Regions from separate parts of the Bombyx mori genome. Here region 1 is linked to region 2. Evidence: chromatin contacts called from public Hi-C data. All regions are on one chromosome and are shown on one strand. The core of a region is the stretch at or near the end of the contact, and the rest is flanking DNA. Distances in the headings are between cores, read along the strand shown.

Region 1 (6,011 bases), core at 2,789-5,288, 41 kb after region 2:
ATTCATTTTTGAAAGAAATATATACGTTTCAATGAATGAAATATATTTTCCAGATGCCGTTTAAATTGCAAAGCTATTAAAAAGATATAGAATGAATCATTCGCAGTTGAATAAAATTAATATATCATTGGTTGCATTATTTTATGAGATAAGCTCACGTGAAAATCTGGAAAACAGATCGATGACCCAACCCTTTTGTAGCAACATTAGCATTGAGCTGTATTTAGTGGATCACGGCACGCACACAACTCAACCAATACTTATTTATCCAGATCCCTCGGAAAGTTCATTGCTCTTAGCTTCGTACAAGATAAGTTAATACGAGAAAACACACATACTCCTTATGACAGTTATGATAACACTGGCACGGGTTCCCTAATGAATAATATTCATAGAAGTGCGTTTAAAGAATACCACGGATATTTTTGAAATAGTAGGTATATTTTTTAACATCTACACTACTATAGTGAACGCATTTTAAATCACGTAAACGAGAAACGAAGGCTATATTTCAATAAATCTCTGTATATCTATATTATGGCTGTGCGAAGTCGGCCCAGAGTAGAATCACCCCATCTCTTTTCGTAGGTGTCACAAAAGGCCTCTAAGGAATTCATCAGAGAATGGGTAGCACCGTTCTCGGTATATCACGGGTATCAATAGGGTATCACGATCACTCGCTTATATTTATTGGTGGTAGGGCATAACGTGGGTCCCTTTCATCCACCCACCTGATACTACCGTCATGCATACCTTTGCCGCGGTCATAGTCAAATTACCCGAACACGAAACAGAACAATCAATGCTATATAACATATACTTATTGCTATAATAATAAAATAGCTATAAACTATCTCGTTTAATAAATTGACCATTGGAACTGTAACAGCCGCCTAAGGTACTCTGACCTTAATTCATACTGGATCGTCAGTGTATCTGTTGGTTGAATTAATCACTTTATTGGCCACAATTACGGTCTCGATCACAATGCGAACAAGTGTACGCAGTCAACGAAATGGCTGTCGCACGATTTAATTCGAAATAGAATATGTGTGACCTATATTCTGAACAATTCTGTTATTTCTACGAATTGCTTTAATGATCGTACAATTATGCTAATCTTAGCCGGCACTATGCATATTTTATTTTATTTTAAGAAAAAATTGTCGCCGAAAAACTATTTGACGGAAAAAAGTGACATTAGTTAGAAAGAATGTATCAAACTGCACAGCATTGTTCGAGGATGGTGACTCAGAGTGTCGTGTCGTCGACAAGTTTAGCCGATGGTCCCTATGAAACAATGTCAGGCTCATATCGACCTACGGGCATGTGCCTACTTTGAAAGACAAAAAATAGTAAACAAAAACGTTGGCCTGCTTTAGCGTTTTTTTGGCAGGTACATCCTTTTGTTTTTACAAAAATTTATCATCGTCGTTATCGCTCTGAATTACACATTAAACGTATTCGAATTGGCGCCGCGTTCTAGTTTAAAACAGGACGGATAGTATCTACGTACCTACACATAAAATATTATAAAACCACAAGTAATCGAATAAATGTTTTTAAAAAAAATGTTTTTACACATATAAGTGAACACACTAAACTTAACTAAAGGGCTGTTACGATAGTTTTATAAGCAATTTATATACCATATATCATATGTTAAAATTGTTCTATATTGTACACGTTACATAGCTCGCTTTTGTTCCAGTCAAATAAAACAAAGCATACCTATTGCGTAATTTACCACATTTAAACAGTCTTCTGACAGTGAATATCAACAATCGATCTTATGAGTTGAATTAAGAATTCGTAGTTTTTGTTACCAGCTTAGTCAGGTAGACGCCAAGCGGTTCTTCAAGTTCGTAAACACCATAATATGAATACCGTTGCCCAACATGAAACGTGGTGAGAGTTGAAATCATAATCACATTGGAATAAAGATGATTTTTCGCCATTATAAGCAGACGAGTTATACGGCCTCCCTGATAGTGGTTGACGACACTCATGAACGTCTCCGGTGACCGTCCTCGTCGAACCCGTCGCTTGCGACGAAGGGCTCGACGAGTAAATTAACCGATAGACACAGCCCACTGAGTTTCTCGCCGGATCTTCTTAGTGGGTCGCGTTTCCGATCCGGTGGTAGATTCTGTGAAGCACTGCTCTTGCTAGGGCCAGTGTTAGCAACACTCCCGGTTTGAGCCCCGTAAACTCACCTACACGTCAAGGCGAAGCTGAAATAGCCTCTCAAGGCTATCAGCATAGGTAGGGAAAAAAAAGTGGACGTTAACATTAGTCAACAACACGCACAGCACAATCTCTGTCTACCAACTATCCTACGCTTCAAACCATGGCCACATAGTATTGATATCGGGTACTGGTAGTTTTGAGCGAGTATAGCTATTTCGGGAACTTCTTGCATCAGATCGAAGGTGAGACGCCAAGAGCCGTGTTGCCTCACTGTTGATGAGATAATCAAACCGAATCAAACAGTACCGTGACGGGAACTACTTGAAACCGTACTTTCCAGCTGTGACACCAATGAGGTCATGTAAAATGCATTCCATGATCGTATTATCGTATCATCGGCGGTACATAAATGAATAAAACTTGATTCGGAAGTCACTTGACCCCATTTCCGGTTGACGTGAATCTTACTCGTTACCGGTAAAACGAGAAACATTAAATGCATGATCAACATTACATTCTAATTCTAATGCTCCTTATTAGGATACATTATAGAAATTCTTGGGAATTTTTCGTTGATAACGAAAAGAATTCGATTACTTACGATCAGATAGATGTATTATAATAGATTCCACATGCATAGTTAGTTAACCCCATCTGAAGGGCCAACAGTTTCTGCTTACGTTTGGGATTTCTTTGAATTCGCGCCTTCATAGCTTTTATCACTGCTGGAGTCCTAACAGACCGAGGGCGACCATTTCTTGACCTGTCATCTACACTAGAGTCTTCATTGTATCGTTTGATGGTACGATAAACGAATCTTTTGGTTATATTCAAATTTTTCAGTATTTTAAAAATTTGAATTGGCGCGTAACCGCAACGATGCAACGCAATAACTGCAACACGGTCTTCTTTAAGCGTCCACTCCATATTTAAAAATGAGTAAAATTCTAAAAGTATACATTTTTATTTTCATGAACAATTCGAAATTCGAATTCAACAAACTTTTTTGTGGCTAGCATTCTAAAAGAAAAGTTTTTACTGTGTGACAATACTTATGACCTGACTAGTTATTTCGATAAATCTAGCCTAGAGTAGAATCACCCCATCTCTTCTCGTAGGTGTCACAAAAGGCCTCTAATTAATTCATCAGAGAATGGGCAGCACCGTTCTCGGAATATAATACTAGGGTATCACCGCCACTCGCTTCTTGGTGGTAGGGCACAACGTGGGTCCCTATGATCCACCCACCCGATACTACCGTCATGCATACCTTTGCCGCGGTCATACGTTCCGGAATTGTTAAACCATATAACTAAGACTTGGACCTCATGTTTCAAGGTAGGGGACGGCATTCATGTTGTGATATGGGCGTCGATTGATTTGTAAAAGGACTGTACCTACTAAATAAATAAGTAAATAAGTAACCTTTTAACATTAAGTGGGCCGTGATCTCGCTTTCCTATCTACAGCTAAATAAACCGTTGTGTTTCTTCATTATGCAATCATATGTTGATACGGCCATCATATCCGGGACTTAATGTCGCCAGTCGATCCACAAGTTTACACCAAGATTAAAGCTGGGTGGCCGCAGTTATAACGCAAGATAAAAACTACGCAGATAAAATCTAAAATTTTGTTTGTTGAATTCTTGTAAATTTAGTTTCACATCTCATTAATAGGATTATTTTCTATATTTCGTTACAATTATAAGTTTAAACATTGAATTATATGTATAAGGTCACTATAATTTACGCTATTCACACAAAACACACCAGGTATTAAGTGACCACAATTTTCTATGTGTAATTAGAGCTATTTACGTGATTATTCTGAATTTGAGAAGTGCTCAAGCGGATAACCGAACTCTGAAAATAATTGAAAATTAAAATATTTACGGTATTGTGACAGTCGTACCGTGAGGCCATACCGGTAGTTATTAAAGCAGACATGAGTTTTGTTTTGAAGGGTGGGAAAAACGTTATGAGATAGGAGAAGCATCGAAATATCTAAAAAAAAAAAAGTGTGTGTGTCCGCTCCGACGCACGACTGGAGTTTACTGGATATAAAAAATTAAACGAAACAATACGAGAAATAGTTCTATATTACGACAACACGATACACTACAGATTATTAACAAATTAACGAGACACAAAACAAACGACTAACAAATATATGAAAATACAATAATGAGAGAAACGCGCGATCAGTACGAGGCTTTGTGGCGGACTGCCGGCGCATGTACTAGCATGTCACACGAAATGCGCATAACGCATTTCGTGTGACATGCTAGTACGATTTTGGTCCCCATAATTTTCATACCCCGGGCCTATATATGTAAATCGATTCTAAAGGAGTAAACTCCAAAAATACCTCAATTTTGTATATATACAAGAAAAAGTTCAAAACAAATCTTTAAATTTATAGTTGGTTATGAAATATTTATGCATGCGACCCGAATCCAAGTGCCGACGTATGAACAACACATGGCAACCAATATGTATTCACATTACTACAGGTGAGATCATTGAACTTTCACCACCTATTCTTGTAAAATGATGAGTTCATACTTCATATTTTACTCATAACAAAGTTGAATACACTAAGCGTTGTGTTTAAATAGTAAATTAACTGTGTAAATTATAATTTGTAGCCTTAAGTAAATATATAAAAATACATATAAATTCTTCTCAAGCTCACCAATGACAAATTTGCATTTGATATGTAATGAAAAAGTTGCATTTTACCACGATAAATAGTAGCTTGTGTCACACTCTCGAATCTATTATAGCTCATATACCCATGCCATGAAAAAAGGAAGCATTAATTAAGGTAATGTTTCTGTGAAATTTCATCCAAGTCCGTTCAGCTATTTTTGTATGATAAGGTAACAAGCATATAAACAATATTTATAGAACATTTCACGCCCACATTTATAGTAGATGAAAATAAATTATAATTAGGTCTTTGTTGTATAGTAACAAATTTTATCATTTTTTTACTCCAGTGCCTGATCTTTAGCATTGTTTGCGACCGAAAATAGCCTGATAGCTTTATAAATTTACAGATATCGTTCTTTAAAAATATGTACTATATTTTTCTTACTTTGTCATTAAAGTTAATGAAAATATTGTGGTTATAGGCCAATCTTTGATGAATTTGCTTGGTTGTATATTGTAAATGTGTGCCAAATTCTTATAAAAACCATTTCTAGATCAATATTAGAAGTCTGCCTAAGTAAAAATATATTTAAGATTTAATCTTAAAATATCTTTAATTTATTATTTGAAATGTTACAAACACTTTTAAATTTTTGAGACAAACAACAGGTGTATTAAAATATTTGAAATGTCATAAATAATAAATTGTGAAGCAGTTTTAGATGTCTATATGACCTGCAAAAACTGATGAAAGTATTGTGTTTGCTTTATGTATATAACCCAAAGTAAAACTGGGCATATTTTTTATTTATAGGATTTGTCTCACAATTATTTATTCCATTGTTTATTTTCCTCATTCATTAATACTTCATCAGCATCCGCCATTCATTGTAGTAACCTCTATAAGAGATAAGATAATAAATACGGTAAGCCAATATAGACTGGGGCCACCATTCTACAAATTTTTTGCCCAAAGTAATGGATTACCTGTGTACTAGATGGGTCTTGAGGTGTTTTGTGTTTACATAAAAAATTGTTAAAGTAAACTATATATATATCTTTTTATTATCAGCATTGTAGAAGCATGATAATAAAATTAGTCATAATTGTTTACTCACAATTGATAAAGATAGGTGATTTAGTAGCTTTTTATAGGCTTTGATT
Region 2 (6,315 bases), core at 1,470-3,969:
ATTTAGTTATGTTCAAAGTCAATAAACATTCGTTTTCCAAATAAAAATAAAGTACAATCGTCAACACAATATCAATATAACAATACAAACCAATAGGAATTTATTTTGTTCGTATCGATTAAATTAAATAATTAATAAACATTCGTTTTCCAAATAAAAATAAAGTACAATCGTCAACACAATATCAATATAACAATACAAACCAATAGGAATTTATTTTGTTCGTATCGATTAAATTAAATAATTAATAAACATTCGTTTTCCAAATAAAAATAAAGTACAATCGTCAACACAATATCAATATAACAATACAAACCAATAGGAATTTATTTTGTTCGTATCGATTAAATTAAATAATTAATAAACATTCGTTTTCCAAATAAAAATAAAGTACAATCGTCAACACAATATCAATATAACAATACAAACCAATAGGAATTTATTTTGTTCGTATCGATTAAATTAAATAATTAATAAACATTCGTTTTCCAAATAAAAATAAAGTACAATCGTCAACACAATATCAATATAACAATACAAACCAATAGGAATTTATTTTGTTCGTATCGATTAAATTGGCTCGTAAATTTGCTATCGACGCAACAGCTGTTACCGAAATTAATCTAAGGGCCAATTTAAAAGAAACAGAAATGAGAGCGGTATCGACACCTGCACTACTTTAGGTCGAGTGTTTAACACCCAATAGAACGTTTATAAGGTACTTTATTTTCTTGTATTTCGGGCCAATTTTATGTTAAAAGCATACCGAAGATCCGACGCTTATGGAAGCCGCACACAAATATCGTCACTCATCTTCATACACTACTCATCTTTACTGGTGGTAGGACCTCTTGTGAGTCCGCGCGGGTAGGTACCACCGCCCTGCCTATTTCTGCCATGAAGCAGTAATGCGTTTCGGTCTGAAGGGTAGGGCAACCGTTGTAACTATACTGAGTTTTTAGAACTTTTATCTCAAGGTGGGTGGCGCATTTACGTTGTAGATGTCTATGGGCTCCAGTAACCATTTAACACCAGGTGGGCTGTGAGCTCGTCCATTCATCTAAGCACTAAAAAAAAACATGCCTTTAAGATCTCGATTACAATAGATTAACGACTACCTTATATTTCAAACCGGAAAGTTAAATTGCTTTGCGTTAAAACTATCACGAGAGACCCAAAGAGGCTAGACTAATAAACAAAACAGCTTGAATCGAGTATACGACTTAAAGTTTAGTTTACTTTCAAAACTAAGATACATAAAAGGTACGGCAATGATAACTTATATTACGTAGAACATGACATGTTCTAAAATAGGTCAATAATTTACTATAATACTACAAGGGTAGATTACACTTTATTACATATCAGAACTTAATTTACATTGAATCAATAGGCAGTTATCATTACAGAAATTACTAATTAAACTCTATTGACGTTAAGTACTCCGAAATCGATATAATATCATACTATTACTAGACTTGTCCGGTTTTATAATTTCAACGGACCATAGATAATATCGACGCTTCAAAGGCAAACGTGACTAAGCGACAATAACTGCTTTATACATAAATGATAGGCAATAACATTCGATGCGCAAAAAAATATATATTTCTAGGTCTCTTAAAATAATTTCAATCCTACAGCTAGATTCGTTAAAATATAATTTTTTTCAGGTATTTCCACTTTAAATTAGTCTACTGTAAAGTTCACACATTATCGGTTAGTTACCTTTGCCTTACAGGCGTCGATATGTATTGAAGGTCCAAATTAATACATCAATGGATATTGCGACACCATCGATTTTAGCATAGCACCATACAGGGCTATGATGTCATCTGGGCCAGCGGTCAATTGTCGTGGAGCTGCGATGAGTTGAGCTTACGCAATATGTATTTTGTTACAGTGATTCTCATTATCTAACGCTTCATTTGTAGAAATAAAGAGACTAGTCAAATGAAGATAGTTTTAAAAAATCTAAGAAGGCAGCAGTTTTCACCGCTTCCTAAGAACAGTTTTCTCTTTGTAGAATATTGTACGCAATGTGATACAGACTGATCAGTTAGCGCTATGTCTGGCTAGTATAGAAAGCAGGTAGGGCGTAGTGCGTACTGTAAGCCCGCACATAATCGTTCTGCCTATAGCTGCCGCGAAGTGCCTGCCGGCTTTGGAATGAGCTCCCCTCCACGTTGTTTCCCGTCGCTATGACATGTCCTTCTTCAAACGAGGCTTGTGGAAAGTATTTAATGGTAGGCAGCGGCTTGGCGCTGTCCCTGGAATTACTGAAGTCCATGGGCGATGGTAACCACTCACCATCAGGTGGGCCGTATGCTCGCCTAGAAGGGCAATATAACAATTTACACAACACATCGACTGAGTTGTTCATCCACCTGCCAATTAATAAACAAAATTCCTACGATCAGTTATGTCGTGTTAGGCACGTATTTACTTACCAATATGCGAGACATTTGCCCGAAGATTTGGACCATGGCATAGCCATAAGTCTTGCTCTCATTGCCAGTTTACAACAAGACATTAAAAACCCCACCTTAAGCACTTTTTATCTCATCTCCACTTCGAATATTATATTTAAATATACTATATAAATTTTGCAATTCTATAAGAAGGATAGAATGTGGAATCTGATCCAGCATAAACACAAGTAGTTACGCCTTGTTTATTTCATAATAGCACAAACTTCACTACGCTAAGCTCGGTATTTGAGATTACCGAGAATGTCAACGTGTAATCATGTTGTAATGCGATCAGTTGCTGCTACTAACATTAAGTATATCTACATGTTGGACTTTAGGACGTTTAGAACAATTTGATTGACACATTGAGAGCGTATCTATTAACATTTGAGAGTATGATACACACAAGAAAAAATACATATATCATGTCTTCAAATTAGAACATTAACTGACCGACCTGTAAACGTGCCAACAACAGTACAATCAGCAGACTTTCTGAAATTAGCAGCTTATTTTAGAACGCTGTTTACAATACCTATTAAATTGTATCAAGCATCGTAAATCTAAAAATGAAGTTTTCACGCCGTTATGTCTTCAATTTTTTCATTGGTACATAGAATTTATTTATATCAGCACACCCAAAAAGAGGCTGAAGCCATTAATTGTATCGCTTTATTTCGATTACGATTATTCTTAATTTATATCGAATTTTTAATAGCTAAGGTGAAGAAACATCTAATTTCAAGACTTTAATAGAAACTATACGCTTTTCTACGAAAGAAATAACTAAATTTCTCATTAATGTCTAACCGTTTCAAACATTTCAGCGCCCTTGACTAAAAAGGTGATTCGAGACTTCTGTATAGATACGCACAAACATGAAGTTCATCTAGTTCTAGTAAATGGATGACTCTCAGACGTTCTAATTTCCGAGAGCATTATGGGCGAGGCTTCACGCGTCGATGCTCGGATACAGTGGGCAAATTAACTCATGTCACCGAAAGCACTGTACATTACCGTGACCGGTTGGAAGTGATGTTTCGCGATTCGTCATATTTAATGCATTTGATCCGTACTTTACTGGTGCTTTGACCTTTGACGTTGGGATACGTGTTAAAATGATTTGGTATGGTGCCGCCGGCTCAGTAGCGTTATGAATGGTTCTCCGTAATGTAAAAATAGACATAGAACAGATCTACGTCGTATGTTCGAGCTTAGTGTTACTCGATTGAATGCGTTATAAATTGTGGCTGACGGATTCACTAAAGCAGCGTTGCATTTTTCTAGGTTTAAAAATGATATAATAATTTGTAAAGTTCTAAATCTCGATTGATTAATTGTGTAAAAAGTTCGGACTACAATACTATACTGCTCTAATAAAAAATAAAAAAACCTGTTACAGTTTATTGATGGCTAAAGATTCTATTGTATTTTTTTCTAGTGTTTTGATGGGTGGACTATTTCACGGCCCACCTTATGTTAGGCGGTTACCGGAGCCCAGAGACATCAACAACATAAATGCCGACACCCAACTTGCAACGAAATCAAAGTCTCCGTTTTTACAGTAGAACAGCTGCCCCATCCTTCAAACCGAAATGCATTACTGCTTCACGGCCGAAATAGGCAGGGAGGTCGGTACCTATCCGTGCAAACTTCTACTAGTAATTACGCAAATTATAATTTTTGCAGTTTTGATTTTTAATACGCTATCATACTTCATTTGTTAATTTGTTGACTAGCAAATAATTTTATGTAGAATAATTTTATGTAGTCATCGCAGTCAATTTATCAATACTAGTAAATAGAGGGTACAATGATAATAATATAATTATGTATATTTGTATCGACAACATTAAAATCTACGAATTTTGAATGAATACACCAACTAAGTATAAGGATCCAATTAACTGTAATCGCCGGGGAAATTACTAAGTGCATAGCGAATGCTTAAGTTTATAAGATAATGGGTTTAGTTCAGTGAAGTTAATAGGATCAGTGTGTTCCACCCCATTCGCTTAATCAATAATAAAGTTTGTTGACTTGTTGGCTTGATTAGGCTGAGTAATCAATATAAAGATATCCTACGTTGGGCTACATTCAGCTATGCTAAGCTATCTCGTGTTGCTTTGTCTTACAAAAGATGCAAGGTAAGGTATGCCGCAGTGAGGCTGGGATAGATCAGATTTACAAATAATTAATGTCATTTAATTATTCGAAAATAAGCTTTATATTCCCAAGCGTAAATAATTAATTAGAATGAAAAGATAGTATTAAAAATATATCGAATAAATCCAGGGGTGCGTAGTGAAGAGCCAGTCAGCACGATTCAGCTTACACCGGGGTGTCAGAAAATAGCAATGAAGTATATTTTGTTTGTACTGTGATTTTAGAAGATCTTGGTTACATAAAGCATACATAATAAGGCGTAGCAGTACAACAACGATGTTATTTAATCAACACTCAGTGTATAAATCATTCATTATTATCCTGCCCTTCTCCCAGTCACCTGGGGTCGGTGCAACATGTTTTCTCCTTCCATACTTTTCTATCATATGGCATTTCTTCACTCACTCACCTCCTACCCATATCGTCTTTCACACAATCCATCCATTTCTTCTTAGGTCTACCTCTTCCTCTAAATCCTTGCACATTCATAGTTAACACTCTCTTAACAACCTCATTTTCATTTCGTCTCATCACGTCATGTCCATACCATCCCAAACGTGTATAAATAAAACATATTAATTTAATGGCTTGTGACATGTGAGGAAAAGTCGGAGAAATTACTGGTTCAGTGAGAATATCTTCACCAAGCACTTTACAAGCGGTTTTCGAGTAGTCCTCTGACAAGAAATTAGCAATGAAAGTGCGTAACGCATATTTCTGCTAACCGGTTGTCAACCTTCTGAACGGATTTCACTCACTTCATGCGATTTGTTTTTTAAATTTTACACTGTAATTTTATATTGTGTTTTGTTTTTGAAATTGCGATGACTGGCATGAAATACACGGAAACAAATCCTGGTCTATAATTTGGTATGCAGTTTATTAGTATAATATAAAATTTTTTCATCATTTGTTTTTTTGTTTTTATTAATAATGTTTATATATTTTCGTATAAACTTGAAATCAACATTGTTTGTCGTTTGTTCTTCTTACAACGGTACCAATTAAAGCCAATATCATTCTCTGATAAACTTTACTAAAGTTTTGTTTCCACGTAAAAATTTTAATTGTAACAAATTGTACAGTGGTTAGTAGTGACCATGGGAATGGGAATGGTGCCAGAATACTAAAAAACCTATATAATTTAACGCTCGATTAAACTTTGTTTTCACTATTTCATAATAATTTATTGTACCGATCCGAGCTAATGTTTCAATGCTAAACATTACAATGATTATATATAAAATTAAAGATTGTTAGAGAATGGACTAGTAATTATATAGAACTAGCCGTACTCGCCCGCTTCGCTGGGCATTTATAATTAACATTATTATTTATTGTCATTATTATTAGAGAGTACAACACTCATATAAATATTATCCTATCCATTAAGCGCATGTATTTTCTACATGGATACCAAGTTTCAAGTCAATCGGATGCATGGTTCAGTACTTCTAACGGGACATCCGTAAAAACCACTGTAGATTTATATATTAGTATAGATATAGATTATCAGAGTTGATCGCGTTTGTAATATACATTTGAAATCAGGGCATTATACATAAATTGTTTGATAGGTACTGCATCAATCTGTTCTTATTTGGATGAAATACTGGTACTATTACAATATCAATAACAATCAGTCTACCGTCAATACGAATTTTTGTTAACGAATAGA

The links. Hi-C and Micro-C count contacts between places; a contact is called where the count stands out from the background.
Region 1: a Hi-C map of whole pupa shows a contact between it and region 2, with 2.5 times the contacts expected there. The contact joins the promoter of LOC101744586 here to the enhancer-like site in region 2. A contact is called at or near these places in 4 of 7 Hi-C or Micro-C datasets (middle silk gland, midgut, posterior silk gland and 1 more).

What each region holds. Positions count from the first base shown.
Region 1 is chr19:5,905,614-5,911,624 of ASM3026992v2, forward strand. LOC101744586 reads left to right here and starts at 4,039. Exons shown (of 9, transcript XM_062673996.1): 1 at 4,039-5,019. The region is part of intron 1 of LOC101746167 (dystroglycan 1); the gene reads right to left.
Region 2 is chr19:5,865,987-5,872,301 of ASM3026992v2, forward strand. All of the region lies in intron 1 of LOC101746167 (dystroglycan 1), which reads right to left. Among protein-coding and RNA genes, the nearest start is that of LOC134200629, 15 kb to the left of the region's middle. Within about 2 kb of position 2,720, at least 3 of the 8 cell types and tissues checked have open chromatin away from gene starts, as enhancers often do.